Linked DNA regions of Triticum aestivum: region 2 is linked to region 1. Evidence: chromatin contacts called from public Hi-C data. All regions are on one chromosome and are shown on one strand. The core of a region is the stretch at or near the end of the contact, and the rest is flanking DNA. Distances in the headings are between cores, read along the strand shown. Region 1 has its middle 85 kb from the start of LOC123190024. Region 2 has its middle 33 kb from the start of LOC123190025.

Region 1 (2,791 bases), core at 185-2,684:
GTCCCATGCATGGGTCAACCGTCGGATATAGATGGAGATTCGGATGCATGCACTCTTCTTCTAGCTGTATTTCACCCATTTAGTCATGTCATATCACTTAATCAAATGGTCCATGCACCTACCATCTGACATGAAACCCACCACACACCCATGCTTTTTCTTGTGATTTCAAAGTCTGGAAACATTTTATCTTATGAACCGAAAGCCCGATTTAACTTTTGTCTGTGTATTTATATTGCTGGTGACAATGACTTCTAAACAAAATCACTCTTGAATATATTTTGATAATTTTAAAATTTTGATATTTGAAACATGATCAGACCAGGCGAGAGATGGTGAAACTCCATGAAACATGGTGTGGAACCCTATGATAGTCTGCGAAACTTGTTTCAGGTAAATGTTGTAGTTTGATGGGTTTTATATTCTATAGTTTCATCAAGTTTCAAAATTCGTATTCAAAAAATTATGGAAATATATTCATGATTGATCTTGTTTAAATGATCTCCTTACCAATAAGGAAAATGTATGATGTGTATGAAAAAAGTTGACACCAAAACATATATTTGAAAGAAAAAAATAGTCATGTGTATGAAAAATGTTAAACCTGTATAAAAAATATTTTACATTTATACCAAAAAAATAAAATATGTATGAAAACAATAGACATTAAAACATATATTTAAAAAATATTAATCATGTTTTTAAAAAATATTGAATTTGTATTAAAAAGTATTTTTTCCATATACGAAAAATGTACAATGTGGAACAAAAATGCAGACATGTGTTAAAAAATAAAAACAACTAAGAAAACCAAATAAAGAAACAAAGAAGACCAATGAGAAAAAAGAAGAAAAACTAAACGGGAGAAAACCCAGTGCAAAAAAGGAAAATGAAAAAAGAGAAGAAGAAAACCGGGAATCAAACAAAAACCAGATAAAATGAAGAAAACAAATAAAAACCAAGAAAGAAACAAAGAAACCCGAGAAAAAAATAAAATACAAATACAATAAGTAGAAACAGTGCAATCGAGAAAGAAACTAAGAAATTTCGAAGAAGAGCAAAAGAAAAAAAAAACCACAGAAAACAAATGAAATATAATACAGCTAACAAGCGTCTTCGGTCAAAATCCGAGCTAGGAGCGAGCGAACTAAAAGAAAAAATGGACGGGCTCAATACGTACATGAGGCTCTAGGGGAGGGGAGCATGCATCTTGCTATATTTTTTTTATTTTTGAGTAACTTAGTTCCCGCAGTCGCAGAGAACCTAGGCAATGAGCCCATCACTTTCTTGAGGCTTTCCTGTGAATAAAATTGGGCTGCAAAAGCAAGTTAATGAGATTTCTTGAGGCTTTGAGTGCGAGCTGAGATGGGCTCGCGCCAGCCTAGCGCGGGGTGCAGTTTTCCAATGTCTGAAGACGTGCTGTTATGAACGGTCTGCACAATTCGGCTTTCTTGTGAATACACGTGACGGCTGTCTCGCTGGTTCTGGCGACTTCTTGGCGTCTTTGTACGCGACCTCGTCGGCAACTTTTGCCGTTCAATCCCCATCCAATCTTCCACAAAACAAACACACAACAATCCTAATTCCTTTTCCTCCCATCTAGAGTCTAATTCCAGTCCTATTCTAGCGATTGTGAGAGTGAACAGATCTGAGTTGGAATAAGTGAGTGAGGAACAGAAAGGATTTCAGGAGCAAGATCTGGTGTGTGTGGCGACGGCGGCAGATTTGGGGGCGTAGAGGGGACTGCTCGGGAGTGGTGAACCCAGCTGCTCCCAGCTGCAATGGGGGACCTGAAGGCAGTATACCTTGGAGGAGTGAAGGGCAAGCTCAAGAATCTGCAGCTATCCGAAGCGGAGAAGAAGGGGATCAAGATTGGCAGGAAACATGCATGTTCCTCATAGGTGAGCAAGCTACAGGCAGTAGGTAAACTAATTTCAGAGAGACCTGCTAGGGCAGAACATGTGGGAAGAACCTTAGGGGTAGTCTGGAGTCCATTATTTGGAGTGGAATGCAAAGACCTGGGCAGAAATCGATTTTTGTTTATTTTCCAACAAAGAGCTGACAAGGAAAAAGCACTAGATGCTGGACCATGGAGATTTAACAACGACCTGTTGGTGATGGAAGATTTCGTGCCTAGTAAAACAATAGATGAATATGAATTCAGGACAATACCAATATGGGTAAGAGCGTATGGCGTCCCAATGGGGATGATGAGCAAAGAAACAAGAGATTTGATAGGAGAACAAATTGGGAAAGTCATTGATGTAGACCCAGAAATTAGTGGTGATTCTATGGGAGCATTTATGCGGATCAAAGTGAGAATAGATATCACCATGCCAATTATGAGGTTTGTAACATCTTTTATTGACGATGAGGAAGAACAAGAGCAGGAAAATGTAATGATACCTGTGGGAGATGATGAGGAGATAGAACTAAGGAGAAAGAAGAGAGAAATGGAGGAAAAAATTGTCTCCTTCACATACGAGTATCTTCCTGACTTCTGCTACAGCTGTGGAATTATTGGACATACTAAAAAATCACGCCCAACTAGATCTAGAAGAACAGGGTCCAGACAGTTCGGGCCATGGTTGCGTGCAAATATTTACAAGGGGAGCTCGAGTGAAGAAAGAAGTAGGGGTTCGAATGATAAAGGGAAATTTTGATCAAGCAATAGTGCAGGAAATAAGGGGAGCGGACAAGGTAGTGATGGGCCGTCGTGGCGAAGGAATGTACCAAGTGGAGATGACGAGGAAGGAGCAGGAAGGAGTGAAGGAAAAGAAGTGACAAGCCC
Region 2 (2,857 bases), core at 257-2,756, 170 kb after region 1:
AACCGTAAATTATACCGTGTCGCCGTTCAGCTTATTCCTCATATGCATCATTCATATGTCCTCTATCACGTCTTGGCCAGCCTATGGACCTTCTCTCATGATAATAATATATATACAGTTTGAAGATTATCGATCGTAAGATACTAGAGGACACAGACGAATCACCGCGTTTCACACTTGGTGTTTATCTCTCTCTTAACGAAATTAGCCTTTTGCTTCTTCTAGTTCACCGCCGCCACCTTCGAGTTGCGGCGTCCATGCATGCATATCTTCACCCATGGGCGATGGAGCCAATCGAGCAGGTCGACATCTCGTCCGGATCACATCAAGGGGAAAACAAATACTAGAAAAACCTGCCTCTCCCGTACGTTACCATCGTCGCGTAGCTGTATGCATGTACGCGTCTCCAAGGCTACTCGACGTTGTTAACAGCTGCACGACCTGTGATAGATTCGATATTTTGTTGTTCTTCCAAGGCAATCTAGGAGTATTTTTACTTGCATGATGGCACGCACCACGTCGGCACGTACGCACGGCCCCTATCTTGTGCCGTCAGGCCACGTCCTTCCCTTGCGATTTCCATTGTTTCGCTCGTACGTACTCGCGTTGCGTGGGTTGGATTATATATAGAGATAAAACGAGTCAGCGGTGCAAGTACGGCGGCCGGACCGGCGACCGGCCGCGCAAATCCTGTCAAACTCACGGGACCCAGTATCCACCGACTCGTACAGCGACGCCGATAGATCGCACCTGGCCGTGCATGCATCTTCGATCGGCCCGGCGCACGGCCGGCCGGCGGCGGCAGCTGAATACTAATCGCATCGCATCGCATGCATGCATGGCATTGGCGACTTGGTTTCAACGGGAGAACACTCGAAGAAACAAACAGCTTCCTAGTGGAGTTATGAGACCCTCGTCCTCGGTGGTTCGGTGGCGTTCGTGGCCAGTAGGATCCGTCGCTTCCGACGACCGGTTTCAGCTTCCGGGACGCATCCGGAGACTACGACACCACCGCGACGCACGCACGCCATTTTCGTGCGGCAGCGGAAGGAGCGAAAAGCGGCCGAGTCGATGACCCGTGCAGATTAAGATGGATGGACTGATGCCTAAAACACGAACTGTAAACTAGTGTGGTCAATTCAATTCCGCCACGGCAAACCCGCCGCGAAAAGAACGAACGTGTCTATCTTGCCGCGGCCGCAACACCGCCGCGCTTTGAACAGCGGCCAGCCGAGCTAGGCTAGGCCGGGGGGAAGAGAAACCACGCACGTCGCCGGGAGATATGGCTGAGGGCGACGGCCGGCCCTCGTGACCCGTGAGCTGGTTTCGCCTTTTCTGCACCGGCCGGGGGCAGCGGCGGGCGAGGGGCTCGTGACGGCCGTGTCTGGTGGCGGGGAGCACGGGGCGATCCGGGGGAAAATCCAGTCGGGTGACGGTGGATCCATCCGTCCCGTCCCCGTGCGTCGCTGCTGGCCAGTTGTGGAAGCGGGTGGCGATGGGGCGGGCCGCGTTGCACCTGCACCGGTGGAAAGTCGTGACAGCGAGCGGTTGGTTGGTTGGTGCGTCGGGGTGGTCATTAGACGGCCGCCGACGACGCGGCGGCGGTCGCACTCGGGGCGCCCAAGCTGGACCGCTGAATTGGTTGCTTCCGAGGAAACATTCAGCGCCGTCGCTCGTCGGCACCGGTCTTTTCCGGTTTCGACCCAACCTTGAGGAAAATGATGGAACAACCTGGGGAAACTTACTACTAATACGATCCAGCCAGGTGATTCCCCGGTACGTACGTACGTATGAGTTATGACCTAGTCCAAGCACAAGGTTGGCAATGCATGTCTGACCGTACCATGTCGTGTTGCCATCCGTTTCGGCCCGAGACACGTAAAATCTTCCCGCTCTTCAGTCTCGGTCATCTGCTCTCGCTCTCCCCCTGATTTGGTCCTTCCAGATGCAGAGATGCTGGGTTTGATTTTCTTCCGTTCCTACATGTACGCACGCACGCACGGTCGCACGAGGACTTGTACTGCTGTCAAAATCAGGCTGCAGCACAGCAGCAGGTTGCTACCTTGCATTACTGTACTATTTAGGCCCATAATTTAAGGCCTGATTGCATCCGGGTTCCGTTAACTGCATGAGGCACGCCTCGTCAACCGGCGACGGGTGCAGCGCGGGAGAAGAGGCGGGGAGATATCGTTTTCTTCTCCCGGATTCCTCGTCCCTCTTCAAGGTGCACGTTCGCTCGGCTGGGGAATGTCAAGCTCGACGACCAAAAATACAGAAAGTTAGATAGATAACCCGCAAAGATAAGGTTTCATATGGCTACGCTGTACTGCTAGTATTAGGTACTGTAGCCACTACTGTACTAAGTCTGTAATGTATGTGGGGTCTCATGGGTAAGCTTTTTCTTAGCTCAGATTGCTTTGTTTAGCATATCAATCAGCTGGGATAAGCTAGTAAAACAACGTCGTCTGAGGGATCACATTATCTAGGGCTTCACTCGTCCTAGGACAGAACTGGGCAGAGCAGCCATGAGGGCGAGGGAGCAACGAGCGCGGAATCAGAATCTCGGAACGGAAGACGATAATAAAGCAAGGAAAAGGAGCGCTCATGCATATGCATGGAGATGATAGGAGGTGGTGTGTTGACTGTTGGCTATGCGTCTCAATAGTTTAGCAGTTTCAAAATGATTGGAGCTCGCACCGGTTCCGGTCCAGGGGGGTGCCCTCCGAATCTCCGATGGAGGTTCTGTTGGTTGTGGTGAGTGGCTTAGTGCTATGGCCGATATACATGCATCTTTGTCAGTGCTCTTGTCAATGCACACTGCTCCGTATTATGTGGTGTACTTTGCTACGTGCTGTCA

The links. A called contact is a pair of places that touch in the nucleus more often than the background predicts.
Region 2: a contact with region 1 is called in a Hi-C map of leaf, with 4 times the contacts expected there. The contact joins two enhancer-like sites. A contact is called at or near these places in 2 of 5 Hi-C or Micro-C datasets (both in leaf) and 1 of 1 datasets of contacts at active chromatin or transcription factors (leaf).

Annotation. Positions count from the first base shown.
Region 1 is chr2A:656,504,812-656,507,602 of IWGSC CS RefSeq v2.1, forward strand. No RefSeq gene overlaps it. Among protein-coding and RNA genes, the nearest start is that of LOC123190024, 85 kb to the left of the region's middle. Within about 2 kb of position 1,435, at least 4 of the 8 cell types and tissues checked have an H3K27ac peak or open chromatin away from gene starts, as enhancers often do. A contact at or near this core is called in leaf, where this site is marked.
Region 2 is chr2A:656,675,990-656,678,846 of IWGSC CS RefSeq v2.1, forward strand. No RefSeq gene overlaps it. Among protein-coding and RNA genes, the nearest start is that of LOC123190025, 33 kb to the left of the region's middle. Within about 2 kb of position 1,507, at least 2 of the 8 cell types and tissues checked have an H3K27ac peak or open chromatin away from gene starts, as enhancers often do. A contact at or near this core is called in leaf, where this site is marked.